2 separate regions of the Cricetulus griseus genome follow, and region 2 is linked to region 1. Evidence: chromatin contacts called from public Micro-C data. All regions are on one chromosome and are shown on one strand. Each heading gives the region's core, a stretch centred on a gene start, on an enhancer-like site or on the middle of the called end of the contact. The rest is flanking DNA. Distances are from core to core; before and after follow the strand shown. Region 1 holds the start of Tspan9 (tetraspanin-9). Region 2 overlaps Tspan9 (tetraspanin-9).

The links. Hi-C and Micro-C count contacts between places; a contact is called where the count stands out from the background.
Region 2: a contact with region 1 is called in a Micro-C map of the CHO-K1 cell line, with 2.5 times the contacts expected there. The contact joins the enhancer-like site here to the promoter of Tspan9 in region 1. A contact is called at or near these places in 4 of 8 Hi-C or Micro-C datasets (the CHO-K1 cell line, fibroblasts and liver).

What each region holds. Positions count from the first base shown.
Region 1 is chr8:18,264,105-18,269,472 of CriGri-PICRH-1.0, reverse strand. Tspan9 (tetraspanin-9) reads right to left here and starts at 3,111. Exons shown (of 9, transcript XM_027428363.2): 1 at 2,982-3,111.
Region 2 is chr8:18,444,735-18,450,102 of CriGri-PICRH-1.0, reverse strand. All of the region lies in intron 3 of Tspan9 (tetraspanin-9), which reads right to left. Among named protein-coding and RNA genes, the nearest start is that of Tspan11, 65 kb to the left of the region's middle. Within about 2 kb of position 3,157, at least 2 of the 6 cell types and tissues checked have open chromatin away from gene starts, as enhancers often do. A contact at or near this core is called in the CHO-K1 cell line and fibroblasts, where this site is marked.

The DNA.
Region 1 (5,368 bases), core at 1,862-4,361:
AACCATGTTTGGGAGAGCAGTTTTACTGGACATGTGGGTTCCTGGAAGGACAACAGTAGGAGATGAGGCTGAACAGGCAGCCGGGGGCAGAAACAGAGGATGGCAAGTGCCAGGTGACAGCACCTGGATTCCTTCCTCTCCCTCTTAGTGAGCAGAGATGACCACCTCAGCAGTCCTGGGCCTCAGTGGAAGAAAAGAGAAGTCTTGTCCTCTCGTGTTCCCAGCATGTTAGTCGAGCCACCCGGCGAGGCTATAAATAACAGACAGCAGCCTCCACTCACTGCACACCTGCTGCTGTGTTTGAGGCCCTGAGCTACATGCTTCACATGCATTCTGTCAGGGCTCCTTCCCACGGCCCTGAAAGCGTGGTATTGTTATCCTCATATTGTAAGCAGGAAGCCTAGGCCAACAGAGGAGAAGGCACTTGCCCAAGCAAGGCCTTACCTCAGTCCTCCTTCACTTCCCAGGACCAGGTGCATTGGGGTCACAAAGCCAGGGATGAGGGAGGGCACCCTGCCAGCCAGCCCAGGCCCAAAGGCTGTGCACCCACAAAGCAGGCTGCTTCTCCACAATGCCTGTGGAGAAGCCCAGAGTAAGCTTATGGTAAGCACACAGCAAGAGACTAAGACAGTATGCCATACAGGAAACATAATAGTGGAGGGATGGTGCCACACCCCCTTACACCTAGCACTTAGGAGGCTGAGGCAGATAGAGCTCTATGAGTTCAATTTAGCCTAGTCTACATAGAAAGTGCAGGCCAGCAAGAACTAAATAGTGGGAGATTCTGTCTCAAAAAAAAAAAAAAAAAGAAAGAAAGAAAGAAAAGAAAAGAAAAGAAAAAGAAAAACAACAATCTTAAAATAAGAGCCAAAGAACAGTTAAGGAAGACACTTGGTGTAGACCTCCAGGCTCTACCTGCACATGCAAACACATACACACATTTATAACACACACTCAACCTAAAATTAAAAAAAAAAAAAAATTTAGATGAGAGGGGAGCAAGGGGAAGAGGAGTGAGGAAAAGATCAGCAAAACCAAATTACATTCAAAAATGTCATAATGGGACCTATTACCGTGTATACTAATTTAAAATAAATAAAAAACTTTAAAGTATAAATTGACTGGGTGCTGAGAACATATTACACTATTAGTTTAGTTACTGCTGGAGGAGAGCCCCTGGAGACTTTCAACCCAATGGTCCTCCAAAACCGAGAGCTAGGAAGGGCAGTAACCTGTCCGATGCTTCACACATGGTTGAGGGGAGGGAACAGACGGGCTCAGTACAGATGGAGACAGACAGATGCACAGAGAAGCTTCCAGATCAAACTCTACTTCTTTCTCAACGAGTTTTGTAACATTAAAGATAGTTTATTCTAGTGCCATCCCCCTAACCAATAAGGTGGGTAATAGTAACATCCCAAAGACATGTGCAGATCAATAAAAGTACATCCTACCTCTGTGCAGCAAATGAATTTGGCTGACTATAACTTACTATAAGAACACTAGTTATTGGTATTAATATTACATCTGTTCACGGATTTAAAGAGTCCCCCCAAAGAAGACCAAAACAAAACAAAAACAAAAAACAAAAAACGAAAAAACAAAAACCACTTCATTGGGAAGCACTCCAGTTGTTGAGGACCTTGTGCACAGTAGGTCTTCAATGAGTTAGAAGAACCGAGTAATACGTAGAGTTGTATTCTCCAATGTCCTTCCCTTTCTCACCCCAGCCATGGACTCAACCACATCAGGCGCCAGGACCAGGCTGCTATAGGAAGTGTTGTGATTGTCTGACTCCCGCCTGCATTCCTCAGCTAAATATAAATGATTTGTCCAGTCCATTGTTTGAGATGCTTCACGATCCCTCTCCTATCTCCCCATATCTCCCAGTAGCAAACACACACACACACACACACACACACACACACACACACACACACCCTTCCTGGAGGCTGTTTTGAGTAGATGGGGAGCGAACAGGTAAGTAGAGATCAAAGCAAGAGTTCTTTTGGCTCTCCACTAGTCCAGGAAAGCTTCCTGGAGGAGGAAATGCCTGAATCACCCCAGGGGAGGGGGCAGATGCAGGTCAAAAAGGCAAATTAAGTTCTCTGAACCAAGAAAGTCAAACTGCTGAGTTCTCACCTAGACATTGAGAGTGCCAAGACTAGCCTAGCCTTGACAAGAGCTCATTACCCCAGAAACAAACTTCTCCAGACTTTGACAGTCATCTGGAGAAAGATGCTTTAGACCATCATCCTTCACCACAGACAGAAGCGCGACCCAGCACTACCTAGTCCAGGATGCACAATTACAATTGCCGCTGTCAAAAGCTGTTGCTTGTTTGGACTTTCTTTTTTTCTTTTTTTTTTTCCAACCACATGAAAGTTTTTTTAAAGGCCCAAACTTGCGCGCACAGATGGGCTACATCTCAGATCTAGGGGTGTGCCAAAGCCTTGTCACTCTGAGTGCCTCTCGGCCAGCAGTAGCCCGAGGAATGCCTGGGGGCTCCAGCGGGTCTGTGGGCAGGCCAGACCGTCGTATCTGCGGCCCTGGGCGAACCGTCTCCGGCCGGTCTGCCGGATCCCCGACGGTTCGGGGAGTGGGGGAGGAGAGGGGGGTCTCCCTTCCTGTGGCATCCTACGGTCTCCATCCCTGGGCCGGGGCGTGAGGCGGCAGCGGTCCACCGTTCTGCAGTCCCGCATTCCTGAGCCCTCGCGGGACCCGCAGCAGAGCCCGGGGGGCGCAGTGACAGGCCCCTCACGCCCCGGCCCCTTCCAGCCCCTCCTCCGCCTCCGCCCCCCCTCCCCCCCCCCCTACCCCCCGAGAGCTCCGCCTCCCTGGGCACCCCCAGACACCCACCCTTCGGGGAACCCGACCGAGGCCCAGCCCGGCCTGCCCCGCGCGCCGCTCACCGAGCCGAACCCCCGCAACTTCGCGCCCTCTGGAGCCCCGAGTCGCGGGCACGCCCCGGCCGCACTCACCGCGCTTGGACTCGGTGTGGCGCCCCGGCTCCGCTCCCTCCCGCACCGCCGCGGCCAGCGGAAACGGGGGGCGGGGCCGGCAGGCGGAGGGGGCGGGACCTTCACCGGGCTGCGGGGCGGGGTCTGAATGCTCGAGGGCGGGGCTGGGAAGGGGCCGGGTGGGAGAGGCGGAGAGGACTAGGGAAGGCCGGCGGTTTGCGCCGCGGGAGGACTCGGCTGCCAGAGGCAAGGCAGAGCCCGGCTGAGCGAGGCAAAGGGCCGCACGGGAGCCCCCCTCCACTCCACTCCACTCCGGCCATTTACCCCGCGTGAGCGCGGGAGGGAGGACTGTGCCGCTTCCCCATCGGCGTTCCCGAAGCCTCCCTCTGCACCCTGATTCCCGGCTCGCCCGTTCCCCCAAGGTGGCACTACTGTGCCTGTTGCCTGCCACGATCCGGCCTGGCCGCGCCCTCCCGGGGTTGGGCGGAGGGAGGGAGGGGAGGGGAGGGCAGGGCCCAAAAGGTGGCGCTCCTGGGCTGGGCGCCCACACACGCTACCCCAAGGCTGCCGGACCGTGGTCTCAGCTTTCTAGCTCGTGCCGGCTTGTCTGGCCTCATCACCCCCACCCCACACCTAAGAAATTCTTGCTTGGTATTTCGGGAGAACTATTTAAGGTGTTGACAAGTGAGCTAGATACTGCCCTGAGATACTCTATTAGAGGAGCCGCTGCCTCCTCTTGAGCTAGAGCCTCCAAGTGTTAGCAAAGGGCACTGGGGCCGGGAGGGGCCAAGCTGAAGCGGGAGATACTAGTTTGACATCTCGGGCTTACCTTCCTGCAGGCACAGATTCATGCAACACCTAGTCTAAACCTGTTCCCGAAGTGGCCACTGAAACCTTCACCTCTCTTTGCCCTTATTGTCATAGAAAGTGTTTTGTCCTCATTAGTGCCCTGAAATATCAGAAGAAAAAAGTATTTTATTTATTTATTTATTTATTTTTGAGACAGATCTCACTGTGTAGCTCTGATGGACCTGGAACCAGGCTGTCCAGGACTTCCCTGTGTGGACCACCCACACTGTTCTACAACTCAGAGACTCTCCTGCCTCTGACTCCTGAGTGCACAGATTAAAGGCATCCCACCATGCTCAGCAGAAGATATACTAGGACTGCAGGGACAGGCCAGCCCATCCAGCTTGAGACAAAGTGTTTAAACTGCAAGGATCTCCCTTGCATTCCCCTAACTGCTTGGCAGTTTCCACTAATCTCCTGGGCTACCTCCCTTAGTCTTGTTTGTTTCAGTTAGATTCAACCCCTAATCCAGCCCCCAGGGGTTCTCATTTCTCAGCCTGAGAAACAGTCTCCTCTCTTCCTTCAAAACCTCATTCAAACCAAGTGGTGGTGGTGGTGCTCTCCTTTAATCCCAGCAGTTGGGAGGCAGAGGCAGGTGGATCTCAGTGAGTTTGAGACCAGCCTGGTCTACAAAGTGAGTTCCAGGACACGAGGACTGTTAAACAGAGAACCCCTGTCTCAAAAAACAATCCCTCCCAATTCCCTCCCCCCCCAAAAAAAAACACTCATTCAAGACCAACCCCTGGCATAAAGTGTTGCCAGCTGACCCCACCAATATTCCAACCACGACTGAGGGGGTCAGTTCTGTCTGCTGTGTAGAAGAGGAGGTAGAGAGAAGAGGGGGCCTGATAGTGATAGCTACTGGTAGGATCAGACAAAGCAGCCGGGTGAGGTAACAAACTCCTGGTTTTAGAGCCACGCAGATGTGTGTGATCCTGCCTGCCTCTTTTGGGTGGAGGCAGCTCTAGGCCACAGGTTCCTCAGAAAGGAAAGGGGTCCCACCAACAGCACTCCAGCTCACATAGATGAGAGGGATCTAAGGTAATGAAGATGGATTCCGGTGAGTGCTAGTTTCCTCCCCTCCTCTCGATTTAAACGAACATGGACAGATCTGAAATCTTGGAATTATGGAGAATCTTTCGGTATCTCACCTCTGCAGGAACCCAGGCTGTCCATCCCACTTTGGCACACCCAGAGATGGGGGTGCTGAGATCTGGCAGGATTCATGACTGCAGGAAAAGGCTGCTGGAAAAGCTGGAGAGAAGAAGGGATTATTCAGCAAAAGGAACCAAGGTGACTTATGATCTATGTGATGAACACACCGATCAGGAGGAAAACTCAAATAAACCTAATGATGTGGCCAGAGGCTTTTGGAGAAAGAACTCCAGAAAGCATGAGGTAGCAGGCTTCTGAAGAATCCCATTGCACTCAAGAAAAACACTAAAAGGATAACTGTATTATTGAGCAAGCTACAGATGAAGTTCCTCCAAGTTTGGAGGACATCTCCCATTTACTCCTCTTGTCCTGGCATGGTTATTAATCACCCCACTTTTGCTCTC
Region 2 (5,368 bases), core at 1,908-4,407, 180 kb before region 1:
TCACACACAACACTCACACACACTCTCATACACACACTCACACATACACTCTCACACACACTCTCACACACACAACACTCACACACACACTCTCTCATACACAGACTCACACTCTCATGCACACTCTCACACACACAACACTCACACACACACTCTCATACACACTCTCACACACACACTCTCTCATACACACTCACACTCTCACATACAACACTCACACACTCTCACACACACTCACACTGTCACACACACTGTCACACACACAACATTCACACACACTCTCATACACACACATACACACTCACACTCTCACACACTTACACTCTTACACACACATTCTCACACTCTCTCATACACACACACACACTCACACATACGCTTACACTTTCACACACACTCTCATACTCACACACACTCATACATGCACTCTCACACACTTACACACTCTCTCTCACACACACACACACACTCGACCAATGCAAGCACAGATGAAATAAGACGAAGTGTGGATATAAATACAGATGCAGAAAATGTTCAGAAAAAGGGTACATCAAGTTAAAAGGCCTCCAGTTGGGACAAAGCCTGTCTGCCAAGCAAGTGTTAGCTGCTATGTGGCTGTCACAGAATGGCTAGGGTGACATGTGTCAGAACAGAAAAGAGGCAATGCAGCCAGGGGACAGACAGAACAGGACCTGGAAGGTGGGAGAACTCAGGTGTTCTGCCCCAGGGCGGAGTGTGCCATGATCCAACAGATGTTTTTGACAATCATGACAGCGACTGTTCCCAGAAGAGGCCACTGAGGGCAAGAGACAGCTAGCGCATGCAAGGACCTCTACAATGACTTGGGGAGAGCTGGTGGCCATAGGCCAGGTGACTATGCAGGACAATGAGACATAGTCCAATGGGAGGTCGGCAGTGTTGAAAGTGAGCTGGGCTTAAGGACTGAAAAGAATTCTGATAAGTGGGAAAACAGAAAGGTGGCCCAGACTATACACACACACACACACACACACACACACACACACACACACACACACACACACGCATGCACGCACACACGCATGCACGCACGCATGCCCACAAGTGCACACACACGCTATTACTAAGCCATAAATGATTCAAGGATCTGTAGGTGACCAGAGCTAGCTTTTGCACCAGAGCGACCTCAAGTAAGGCCCAGGTCAAGGATCCTAGGATTCTGGCCTTCACAGACCCATAGTCACCCTCAGAGCTTTGTAGAGAGAAGGGGTGCATGCCAGTACCCCATGTGACCACTAGGTGGTGCTGGTGTCTGGTTCAGAAGCTTGTTGAGTTGGCCTGCTATGCCCTAAACTTGCATCCAGCCTGTGACCCTGACTTTCTTCAATCAGGGTCAGTTTTCTGTGCTGCCGTCTCAATTTTTCTTTCATTAATCATACCCTGGAAAATTCATGATTTTGATCCAAAGATTTATGGCTCTAGAAATAGGACCCTGGAATGAGTAACAGAAAACCCTCCAGGGCAGGTATTTGTTTCAGATGGAGGAACCTGGCCTGGGGACGCCTGGGGCTGCAAGATGCCCCCACCTCCCTGCTGCTGCAGGCCTCCATGGTCCTTATGCCCCAGGCCTGGAATCCTCAAGGCAGAGCCCTCTCCATCCTACTCATTGGGAGCAGGACTGCTAAGGTCACTTCTATTCTTGGGGAGCTCCTATGGTGACCAGGAGTATTTGTGGTGTCCGGGAGCATTTTCCAGGGAAACCTCAGCAGTTCAGAGCTTCCCAGGACCATGTTTCTCCCGACTGGTTCTCTGACTTCACAACCGATGTCCTTTAATACCGTCTTTAAGAGTCACAGATGTCAGCCCAGGGGCTTTCTTCCACCCAGAGGATAAAAGCTGAACCCCACACTCGAATTTCGTCTTACATCCCACCGAGATCCCACCAGGCTGAGATCCAGGCAGTCCCAGAACATCAGCACCTGAGCCTGCCTCCTGGCCAGTCTCCTCCCAAAGCGCCCCCATACCCATTCCCCACCTCTCACCAGGCCCCCACACCTAGTTCTCAGGCAACATGCTGTACCACAGGGTGTGAACAGTGTGACCCATGTCCTGGGGTCTCCTGTTGACATGGACATTCCACCAGTGACTACAGAGGACTCAGCCCCACCTGAGGCTCTAGGCAAGGAGAAAACAAAGACTGGGGCTTCATCTTACAGCTAATGACACTGAGAGAGACATGACAGACACTGGATAAGGCCCCATCCTCTGGATTCCAGGGCTGCTCCTTTTGTTTCTGCTACTCCCGGTCTCCTAAGACATCCTGCCTCAGCCCCCACCCATACTAGACTCCTCCTCTGTCTAGGCCACCCTATAGAAAGCTGCCTGGATCCCTTTTCCAAAATGCCTCTTTCCTCACATGGGTCTGTGTGTCCTTAAGATTCTGTAGCTCTCTGAGGCAAGATTCACTTTAACTGTGTGGTTCAGACTGGACACTGCTCTGCTCACTTCTAGCCCCGGCCTAGCCAAGCTTTGAGATGATGCCTTCACCCACTAGACCAGTGAATCTCAGGTAGGAGAGGTCATGCTCGCTGGGGACATTAGACTCTTCAGTGGGAGAGGACAGAGGAAATGCTCTCGGCATGTAAAGCACAGAGGCCAAGCTACAGTGCTCAGGACAGGCCACCACAAGGAACTATTTAGCCCCTGACAGCAAAGGGGCTGGGAAACCCTGTCTTGAGCAAGGCCAGGTACCAGTTAGCTCCTTAAGAACATTTGCACTACAGAGAGCTCCTGTTCTCCCTGCTGACCCGGAAAAGGATGGGGAAATGGGACATATTTTCTGGGAGGCTTCAAGCTGGGCAGAAGCAGGTCAGAGCTCAGATCTAGCAGATGGCTGTGGGCAAGAGAGAGGGGGTGACTGAAGACACAGGTTTACTGTAGAGCTGCAGAACAATGCCTTTCCTGGGTGGGTAGGAGGACATGAAGACAGGAAACCAGCTCTAAAGTCAGAGCAGTGTCATGGCCAGGGTGAGGCAGTGGAAGGGCAGGGAACCACCCCCATCCCCGTGGTGGGAACCATTCAGGAAGCATAAGGCCTTGGTGGCCTAGCCAAAGCTGGGTGCCAGAGAGCTTAGTAAGTGGCATTCAAGAAAATTCCCTTCTAAAACCAGAGGGTTGTCTCAGCTGAGATGACCGAGCTACCGTAGAGCCCAAGGCTGAAGAATCTGGGGTGAGGCAGAGTGACTCAGGGGCCTGAGGACCCAGCCAATTCAAGCACCAACCAAGGAAGGTCATCAGCCCCCTCATGTGGTCCAGGCCTGATTGGAACCTATTTCCAAGCAAGTGCCTAAGTTCCAAGCTCCCTCTGTAGCTCCCTCAACCAAGAGCCTTTCATGAGTTTCATTCAGAGCAGCCAAGAAACCTACATAGGAAATTGATAACACAAACCTCTACCCTAATGTCCGCACACAACCCATCAAGGCTGGGACTTAGGTCTGTTTTGTTCATGACATATCTTCAAGGCCTAGAATAGCACCCCATCCCTGTCCACGCACTGGGACCACTTTTCTAGGGCCATTTTACCTGGACCTTGTCCCAGTCCTGCAGAAGGAAAGGCACAGGCCCGAAAGCATAGGGGACATGAGTCCATGGCTGTCTTGGGCACTCTCATGTCCCAGGAGCTCACCCAGCACATTGTCTGGCAGGTAAACTGAGACCCAGGCAGCATGTGACCACACCAAAATAGCCCTGCAACCAAATTCCCCACACTGTTAGTAATAATTGGCCTAACATATCCAGGCCATAGCTCCTACACAGTGGGTGGGGCTCATGCTGATGGATCAGGCTGATACACATTTCTGCCCCCAGGGAGGACATTCACACAGTCATCCCATTTCTCCTGGCCATGGCTTCTCCAAATTCACCTCACTCTGGGCCTTCTATCCCCATCCAGTCTGGCACAGGGGCAGACGCCATCCACTTCCCCTCCACCTGTATCCAGCCTTTCACAAGGGAAGATGAGAGCCCCCTCAGGGTGGACTAAACCTGAGCAGTCCCAAGGGCAGGCTAGCACCCAACCAGGCTTCTGCCACCAAAACCACAGCTCTTTTCAGGCACTAGATTCATGGTCTTCTATTGTTCTTCTGACAGAGGGTCCAGAAAATGCTTTGAATACCAAATGTTTCTTCAGCAACCTAAGGGGCAGGTAAGTGACTGGGTGGATGGGTAGGTGGGAGGCCCGAGCAGGCCACAGCCCATAAGAGGAGTGTGTGTGTGTGTGTGTGTGTGTGTGTGTGTGTGTGTGTGTGTGGTGTGTGTGTGTGTGTGTGTGTGGCAGGTGAGTGACTGGATGCGCGTGCACGCGCGCGTGCACACACACACACACTCACACACACACACACACACACACACACATACACACACACACACACATTCCCATTCAAAAAAGAAGCTCCCCACACACCCTGTCCTCTCCACTCCTAGAAGCCCCAGTGCCCCTCAGCGACTCCTAACCTGGTGGGAGTGTGCTCGCTTGCCCCAGCCTAGCACAGCCCTGTACACCACTGGCCTTTTAAACTCCATTGCCTCCTACTCCTGAAGAGAGCTGCCCCAGACATGGGCTCTAGAGCAGATGCCGCCAGTGGCCCCACAGAAGGCATCAGAACATAAGGGCTCACAGCTTCCCCAGTGCTTTCTACGAGCTGGGGCCAGACCCAAGTCATAATGGCATTTAATAAATTAGCAGATATGGCAAATAAGAGACAATCAAAGTGGTTTTAATTGCACAGCCTGACACATTGGCTCCTTTAGGAGCCTGCCTGGCCCTGAGAGATGCCAACCTGCTAAGAACTTTGCAGTGGGAACAGAGAGGAGCCACCAGGGTGGAAGAGTGGCTGCTACTTTGTATTGCAAACAGCCCTCTTCCCTCCCTCCAAGGGCTCTGCAGCTCCTTCATTCTCAAAGCCATAAAGAGAGACAGACGGGGCTGGTGGCTGGTGTTGAGGGGAGCCGAGGAGCACGCTTCCAATTCCATACCCAGAGAAAAGAGAGGACAAAGTCAGAGACTTCTGCCAAAGTCACCCAGCCGGCGGGAGGATGGTTGGCTGTGGTGGCTTGGTAGGACCAGAAGGCAAGGTCCCTCCCTGGATCTGAGTGTCTGCCTGCAGCGCACATTCCTGTCCCCCCACCTAACTCCAGGGAAGGAGTCATTAACTTCCCTGTGGCCATGCATCAGTCCTCATTTCTAAGAAGCTCACCAGGAACAAGTGTGACAGGCCTTTAAATATTTGAACGTGTGTACTTAGCGATGCTCTCTCCCGAGTCTCCTCCTGGCCTAGGAAAGGGCTTTTACATCTTTCACCTCTGAGTCACCCTCAGATGCTCATCTGTC